2 separate regions of the Bicyclus anynana genome follow, and region 2 is linked to region 1. A link is a contact called in public Hi-C data. All regions are on one chromosome and are shown on one strand. Each heading gives the region's core, a stretch centred on a gene start, on an enhancer-like site or on the middle of the called end of the contact. The rest is flanking DNA. Distances are from core to core; before and after follow the strand shown. Region 1 holds the start of LOC112053793 (clustered mitochondria protein homolog). Region 2 overlaps LOC112053793 (clustered mitochondria protein homolog).

The links. Hi-C and Micro-C count contacts between places; a contact is called where the count stands out from the background.
Region 2: a Hi-C map of whole body shows a contact between it and region 1, with 2.4 times the contacts expected there. The contact joins the enhancer-like site here to the promoter of LOC112053793 in region 1. A contact is called at or near these places in 2 of 2 Hi-C or Micro-C datasets (whole body and whole larva).

The regions. Positions count from the first base shown.
Region 1 is chr14:9,155,680-9,160,354 of ilBicAnyn1.1, reverse strand. LOC112053793 (clustered mitochondria protein homolog) reads right to left here and starts at 3,133. Exons shown (of 24, transcript XM_052885647.1): 1 at 2,861-3,133. The coding sequence starts at 2,981.
Region 2 is chr14:9,195,355-9,200,003 of ilBicAnyn1.1, reverse strand. LOC112053793 (clustered mitochondria protein homolog) reads right to left here. Exons shown (of 24, transcript XM_052885647.1): 16 at 2,496-2,702; 17 at 1,556-1,789; 18 at 661-743; 19 at 386-515. Among protein-coding and RNA genes, the nearest start is that of LOC112053792, 17 kb to the left of the region's middle. Within about 2 kb of position 2,628, at least 2 of the 8 cell types and tissues checked have open chromatin away from gene starts, as enhancers often do.

The DNA of each region.
Region 1 (4,675 bases), core at 1,884-4,383:
TATTAGGTCAGGGTATGGCCAACTAGTTTTGTGAGTGTTATTCATAATCAATTAATATAATTAACACTCACGATAGCTTAAATACTAAAATAGGTTTTATACTGTTACTTTTATTGCCATAGGAACACTGAAAAAGTGGAAAGTTGGATACTTGGTTTCAATCTTTTTGAATTCAAATTGGTGAGCTTGAAATTAAAAGGCTTATTTAAATAAAAGGCCTATTATGATACTGTAAAGGATTTTTATAAATTAATACATCCAAAATACAGTCATTTCTTCCTATAACTAAAAATATAATGAGATCATTGCTTGTTTTCAAATAAATAATTTTTTGACATATTTAATAATTTTTTTGCATTTTTTTTCTCCTGCTAGATTTGGTAATAGTTTAATACATATACTGTTAGTACCAAATTTTAATCAAAACTAAAAGATAACATTTATCTATAGATAACAATCAAGTTGAGTTCCCTGGTTCATTTTACTATGGCATAAGTATATCCCTTTATTTTATTTAGTAAAGGTATTTAGTAAGGTACTTAATATTATAAAAGCAAAAGTTTGTATGTATGTTTATTACTTTTTAACACAAAAACTACTGCACTGATTTGGGTGAAATTTGGAATGTAGATGGGATTAAAATATATGACAGTTTTCTATTGTGGAAAAATTCCATGATTCCTCTGTCTTTTAAGATTTGTAAAAAACTGAAATTGGATCTGCTAGTTCAAAATGATTTAAAATGCAAAATTCCTGTATCCAAAGATTGTCTGGCAGAAATTGCTACAAGCAATAAGACTGCTTTTGGACATACTTGTTTATTATGTTTTCTATTATTTTCTTTCTAATTATTGACTGACATAAAAAAAGGAGGAGGTTTTCAATTCAATGTGTATGTTTTATTTATTTACGTACACTTACAATATAAATATAGAGACATACACAAATAATATATAACTAGCTCACATTGACTTATACGTACATCTACGACAAGTGCACACAACATTTATTTTTTTAATGTTTGTTATCTCATATCTGGGTCATTTATTAACCTATTTTGAAAATTCTTTTTTTTGGTTGGAAGAGTATACTTCTAGATAAATATAAATAGAAGGGGTGAAAGCATACATCTATATTCACGTGGAAGAAGTCGCGGGCGTCCACTAGTATTAACTAAAATTGATGTTTGTGATATAATTACCTACCTTAGACTTTAGACTTTTGTTAAATAAATATTGTGCAATACCCTGAGGTTCAAGAACCATCTTGATCAATTACAATTATGGCTAATTATTATTCTGATGATATTACAATTAGTACAAATAGTATAAGTAGCTACTCTACAAGCAAAGAAATATGGCTCAGTTTTAGCAAGTTTACTTTTAATATATTCTGTGATCCATAATTATTAAAAAGCATTTTAGTGGATTGAAACAATAATGGATTTCAATATTTTTTTTATAAGTAGAATATACACCATAATAACATTTGATACAATGACATGAAAATAAATTATAAACTTTAAATAAAAATGTAAAGCCAGACTAAAATTAAAAATAATAATTATAGCACAGCTAGTAGTAGAAAACAAAGCTTAATAAATATATCTTATCTTGTGCAAAAAAATCAGTCGACTCAGGTAAATTCATAAATTTACTTGTTTTGTGATGCTAGTATACGACTTTAAAACTGTTTTGGTGATTTTTTTAACTTAGCATAGTAAAAACTTCTACACTAAAATTACCACATATGTTATAGGCTACTTACTAAAATTGTTCGTACTTGACTAGAACACTAAAGTTCCTAGTCCGAACTAGGCCTTATAGTGGGTAACTTTTTCAATAGGTAAATTAAATTGTATGTGGTTACATTCCTCTAAAATGATATTTTTATACATTTAGTATTTATTACCCTTGTACACTTACTCCCTATTTTTAAAATCAGGATTTTTATGAACCAAATTTATTAAGCAGAACAACATTTCCAGGTAATTTAAATATAAAAAATAATGCTACTAAAAGAAGAAAGAACAACTTTTTCTTCATAATAAAGTTTACAGGATTTGATGAATGCCTATAAAAAAGTAAGTTTTACATCTCATAATAACACAATATGATAGTAAATCATTCAAAGCAAATATTAGTTTTCTAAGATTGATTAAATTGATTTATTACTGCTTATCAGAACACATGACCTACTTCAACAAATGTATTAACAAAATCAGTTGAAAAACTTATTCATATATGAATAATATTTTACAAGTGACAATATTATTTTCTTATCTACCAGTAACTTAATCATGTTAAAATCAGACCTAAACTTGGAACCAGCTATAATCATCAAACATACAAACCATTTTAGAGCCACTATTAAATTATACTACTGATTAGTTAAATACTGTTTGCCATTATGAGTAGTCATTAATTATTACATATTATAAGAAGCTCATATACATAAATACTTATTAACCAAGGTATTAGGCACTCAAATATTATAAGAACAGAATAACACACTATGTAATAATTATGTGTGTTGTGTAATATGGAAAGATGTTTCAGACCATGTGGTATCGCACAATGAGGAAAAAATCTTTATAGCTATTAACCATATTAGTTTAATTTATATTAAGGAAATTACAACAATCGAAATTGACGACTAAATTCCAACTAGAAGTGGAAATATGCGTAAAACGCAAGTGATAAATGTTTTTGACAAATGTAAAAATTCGATCACATGTTTTATGTCACATGACTGGTTTGCAATTGATGATAATTTAAACAAAATGATGCGTTTTCTTTATTTAATGTGCATTACATACTCAATGTTACATAACTGAGGGCATGACCATTGAAAACCTTACCTTTGTTAACATTCTCGCTAGCACTTTTTTCGTTTAGGGCGCTGGTTACAGGGCATTTTTTCACTTTTTGTGAAGTTTGTTTCGTAGCATTATCATCATTCACTTCACTACCGAGAGCCATAACAACACGAGGAATTAATCCGGCACCAACTGACCGCGACAAGCACGGCCCACACTCAGCTGAAAGAGCACATGCGGTACGAATAGAGTTCAATTTCCTACAGCCAATTTAGACTCTAGAGCGCAGGTTGAAGTTCGCCTATAGGCCGACTAAATATGAGAATAGCGAAATGCGTATTGACTTTTTCATTTTACAAGACAACGGAATTTTATTGGATAGCAAATTCCTACCATAAGTTTGTATAGTATTGGATTTTTACAATATTGTTTGTACATTACTGTTTAGTTACAGTTCTTGAACATAATAATGATATATAACCAGCAATGTACAATTTACACCTATTTTCAATAGAGGTCATATTTATAATTTTGTTAGTCACTCTGTGGTTAGTTTTTTTTAAACTGGTTTTACGGCTCTGAGTTCTTGTTTTTTATACCTAAGTTTGTTATGATTTTGACAGATTCAAACCTTCACAGTACGTCCAGACTCCAGAGCTTTGCTATGTTCGCCGTTGACAGAGAAAGTTAACCATCATTGAACCAGGGCTGCCAACATAGAGGAGTTAGATAATTTGTCTGAGGTCTAAGCTGGTACTCAAAGTATTGATTAAAATCCAATGTATCCGATTTAATTTTGACACTTCATGTAGCAAATCTTTTGGGTTAGTTTAGTTGTTAGTCACTGACACTTCCAATATTCCAGTCCATAGATTTAAGAGTCAGTACAAGTTTCCAGTCCTTAGATACATAATTATTAGGTGTCAAAGTTCCAGTCAATAAAATATTAAGTACTTTGATTATTTAGACTATGGACCTGTTTCGCACCCGAATTCACCAACAAAATCGTCTGTCGTTTTTTGAGGGGGGACGAGGTAAACTCACACATCGAAAACATTTAACACCATTAAATGTATTCTGTGTCCATACACTACAACAACTATATATTTGACTCGCAATACACACACGCGTAATTTTACACAGGCTCACCAACACATCGCTTAGATTATCCAAAGAATACATAGAATGTTCGATTATTTGATCGATTTTTTGCTATGCCTTCCAAAGAATCGATTCTTTTAAGAAATTGTTTTTATTACAAATTTGATAAAATTATGTTTGAAATACTTACAAATGTAACGTTACTCCATCTTTTACTAAACTACAAGTTTTTGGCCGTTTTTATGCTATTCAACTACACAAACCGGTATTTTTAGGGAGTTATTTACACGACGAAAATGATTACAACAATGGAACATCGATTCTATAGCAACAATTTTTATAAACGCGTTAGATCATTGATTTTTGATCTTTGTCAGAGGGTTAAGGGCCAGCGAGGCAGGTCCTGATATTAATGGTCGAAGACGAAACTATTACATCAATCTGTGGCTCTGTGCATTTGTATAGGACTTTATGATTCGTTTTTTAGATACATAGATAATAGATTCGTTTGATGTATTATCTTTTGACACCGTAACTATGTATCTAAGAAATCTGTGGTTTGATGTTTGAATCCAATAATACATTGTAATCTTTGGTTTGAACCACAGACCACAAATGAAGCAGACCTCTGACTCAGAACAAAGCTTTGTGCTGGTTAGAAATTTTGTATGTGTGTATAAAAATGTCATTCATAAATTTCTCGGACCTCTCTTTTACACTTGGGAAAAAATTAAATGTGGGGGGAAAGTCCCATCT
Region 2 (4,649 bases), core at 1,379-3,878, 40 kb before region 1:
ATGCAATGCAATGCAAAGGATGCTAATAAGGCTCTATTACTTTCTTTGTCTAATTTCAGTTCATTAATATTATTATTTTTTATTCGTTACAAATTAGCCCTTGACTACAATCTCAACTGACAGTTGATAGGAGGAGGATAAAAATCCACATCCCGTTATACGCATAACCCTAAATGGCTTGGTGGTACATCATTGCCCGTAGGTTGGCTGAAGCCTTCCAGTAGGCATACCAAAACCGATTAAAGAAACCTCAAAGCTCAGTCTTGTAAATTCATCGTAGATACGTAAGCAAATATACACATCATTCTTCTGTATTTGAAAGTTGGAACCTAGTAAGAAAACGGACAGACAAAAATATTATATTGTATTACAGTAATTGTCTTACCCGTGGATTGATATGTTTGACAACTGGGAAAATGTTCATAATGTCTGTGGATGAGAAGGCAGTCTTGTTCTTATTGTCAAAGTCATACTCTCGCAGAAGCACTTGCAAGCCAACTTTAAGTGAAAATGACCTGAAAAAATGTCAACACATTATCATACTTGCACACTAATTTCAAATAAATTTCAAATAAGTTCATTTCAATGACTTCCCCTTCACCCTGATTTTCAATATAATTGAATAACGTTTGTCAGGTCAGCCAGGGTAATTAAACTTACCTAAGCAATGATATTTTTTGTAGATTGTGTTTTTCAATGACTACATCCATGCTTTCAGCATTTAGATCATATCCCCAATAGGCCTGAAATATATTAATAAACAGAAGTTAAACTATGAACAATATCTTGCTACAGGTGCAGCATTTAAAAAATATAATATTTTTTGAATTACATTGATTTCTAGTAGGCTTGTAAACAACAAGTATTTCATGACCTACTGTCACAAGTTACTCGATTACAGGTGGTATTAACATTAATTATTTATGTTAATGTAGAGAGGAGGATCAGTGTTATATTTGATGACTTGGGTTCAGTTGTTTGTTAGGCAGGTAGACACTGTTACGCTGCCATTCGTGTTAGTGATTTTGTGCAATAATGTTTTGTGTTGTAATTATTGTTTATCATAAATTGTTTAGTGTGGGCATGCAGAACATGTCGGGCAGGGAAGGTGAGTATTAATACATTCTAAAGGGATCCCCTAAACCTACTCCCAAGGTCACAAGTCCTGGGACCTGCTCGAAGTGTTTCCTCTACCAAAAAATAATTGTACAATCACTGTTGTTGGTAGCAACGTCACGTTACACTACCTTTCTCGTTATTTAATTCAATTTTCAAATTAATTGCCTCATATTAGATTATTTATAATCAAAAATGCATTTTTGTTGGTATGTACAAGTAGAACAAGTGCACATAGTTTATAGCCTTAATAGCTCAACGGTAAAAACTTTGGACAAACGGTTGGACTCATCACCGAGGTGGTTCGATCCCCGCCCCGTTGGTCTATTGTCGTACCCACTCCTAATACAGTTTTTCCCGACGTTGGAGGGGAATGGGAATATTAGTCATGTTTAAAAAGATATGGCAAATACTCTTTAAAAAAAAAATATTTAAAGACCTTGAGTTCCTGTTTGATCTGCGCGAAAAGCGAGCGCGGCGTCACGTTCTGCCAGTCGGGAGAGGGCGGCGGCGAGGCAGGCGACGCGTGGTGCGTCTTCTTGGCGCGTCGGCCTCGCGAGCGGGGAGCGCGCGCGGGTGCCTCCGCCGCACCCGGCGCCGGCGCCGCCACCGCGCCCAGCAAGCAGTTCAGGAAGTGTGACACCGCCGCGCTCGTGCACATGGCCTCGCAACCCTGCATAAACACCATGCATGTCCGTGATAACAATACGAGTAAACTGTAAACTTCTTTAAAAATAAAAACAAAGCGCCATCTATGAGACTCAGGCATAACTGCATCGCAAAAGGCTCTTGAAGTGTATAAAAAGGGTTTGTTTCAAAGTTCTGTAAGAACGCCATCTACCGGTAGTTTTTTTTTTTTTATCCTTTACAAGTTAGCTCTTGGTAAGTGATGATGCAATCTAAGATGGAAGCGGGCTAACTTGTTAGGAGGAGGATGAAAATTCACACCCCTTTCGGTTTCTACACGACATCGTACCGGAACGCTAAATCGCTTGGCGGTACGACTTTGTCGGTAGGGTGGTAACTTGACGGCCGAATCCTCCCACCAGTCAGACCTGGACCAATTAAGAAAACCTCAATCGGTCCAGCCGGGGATCGAACCCAGGACCTCCGTTTTATAAATCCACCGCGCTTACCACTGCGCCACGGAGGCCGTCAAATAATAAACACTTTTTGCTATGCCTGTAGATGGTACATGTACTTTCAGTAGCGCTGGATGTGCCAAATTAGTCAAATCAAGCGTAAGGAAGTTTTACTTCAATAAAATAATGATATTAATCAAACAAAAGTAGAGATAATACAGTAACAAAGTAGAGATAATGCGATAGTGATGTGTATTGTTTAAGTATATTTATATTTATTTAAAGTGACGGGTGTACCTGCAGATAGGCGGTGTAGACGTGCTTGGCGGCGCGCAGCAGCAGCTCGGCGACAGCGATGCTGTGCAGGTAGGAGAGGCTGGCGTGCGGGCGCAGCGCGGCGCACACGCGGCCCAGGTAGCGCACGTTGATGCCGCGCGCGTGCAGAGCCTCCGTCAGCCCCGCGCCGTCCATCGGCGCCGACGTGTGCTCGAGACATTCGCGCACCTAACAGATACAGTTCAAAATTCAAATTCAAATTCAAAATTCATTTATTTCAAGTAGGCTCAGTTTACAAGCACTTTTGACACGTCAGTTGACTATTTGTAAAGATTCTACCACCGGTTCGGAAGGCAGGTTCTGCTGAGAAGATACCGGCAAGAAACTCAACAGTTGCTCTTTTGAAAAAGTCATACAGTATTACAATTTACATTTGATAACAATTAAATTACAATTTCTTATAGTTTTATTTCCTGTGTGAAGGTGGAAGCTGATCCAATGGCCTCCAAGCACCTTTATCGTTAAGGAACTCATCAATAGTGTAGTAACCGACTAAGTGAATGTTTTTTAACACATTGCTTAAAGTTGTGCATTGGCAAGTCCAGCAGTCCATAAGAGTACACCCAAACCCACAAAAGATTTTTTTACTTTTTGGAGACGATATGCAGAAATAACTAACTTATGCCCGTGTCTAGTAAGACGTGGGTTTAAATCTCTTTTTCGTTTGTACAAATTAATATTTTGTCTTACATAAACTATACTGTTATTTTACTGTTATGTTATGTAATATTTTGTCTTACATAAACTATACTGTTATGTTACTGTTATGTTATGTAATATTTTGTGTTACATAAACTTTACTGTTATGTTACAGGCTACTGTTAAATTGCCTATTTCTTTAAACTTTTGCCGAAGGGACTCGCGTGATTTTAGTTGATATATTGCTCGAATTGCTCTTTTTTGAAGTACAAATATAGAATGTATATCAGCAGCCTTGCCCCACAACAAAATACCGTAAGACATTACGCTGTGAAAGTACGCAAAATAAACAAGTCTAGCTGTATCAACATCAGTAAACTGTCTTATTTTTCTCACTGCAAATGCAGCTGAGCTAAGTTTTCCAGACAGTTTTTCTATATGAGCGCCCCACTGAAGTTCATATTCTTCAAGTATCATACAACCAAGTGCACCGGACTACAGTATCAACTCTCATCTCAGACCAATTATTGTATAGGACCTGCCTCGCTAGACGTCACTTTCTGTCAAAGTATATGATCAACGATCTAATGCGATTATAAAAACTGTCTCTATAGAATCAATGTTTAATATTTGTTTGTGTTCGGCGGTTAAAGAGTGAGAGAGTTTTTGTGTAATTGAATTGTGTAAAAAACGGGCAAAAACTTCTAGTTTAGTATAAGATATATACAAAAACTAAGCTCGTTTTCCTCAGAAAATGACGGACAATTTTGTTCGTGACAATCGTGCGATACAGGTCCTTCTATAATTGGTCTGAGCATTTCACATTGCATTTTTTGAGATGATAACGTCTTAAAAATCGATGAATGCCGGCTGCACGCACGAAAGTGTCACGCCTCTACCTAGCTACCTCTAACTCAAGCTAAACCGCAGAGCAAGCGATAGAGAGGCACAAAGACCTAAGCGTTTCCCTTGTGACGTAATTTATAGAAAAATTGTAATTTTGAATTAACACATTCTTTGTATTAAATGAAATAATTCCATTCAATTTATAAAAATATGCGAATTTTCATCAATATTTACTTATGACGTTATCACATAACGTTAAATTATTTTCCGTAAACCGACTATTAAATCAATTTTTAATATTTAACTATTATTTTTTTACACTACACTTTTTAAACTTTGCAACACTTTTAAAACTAATTTCTTTACTACGAAACATACTATAATCTGTCTTAACATCAAGTAGATCGCAGTCAAGCACTAATATATCGTAACTGTAAGTACCTTTGACTATTTAGACTATGGACTTTTTTTATATTATGAATATATACATAGAATATTCGATTACTTGATCGATTTTTTGCTGTTCCGTCAAAAGATTCGATTCTTTTTACAAATTGTTTTTATTACAAATTTGATAAAATTACGGTAGAAGTACTTACAAACGAAACGTTACTCCATTACGGTTAAATA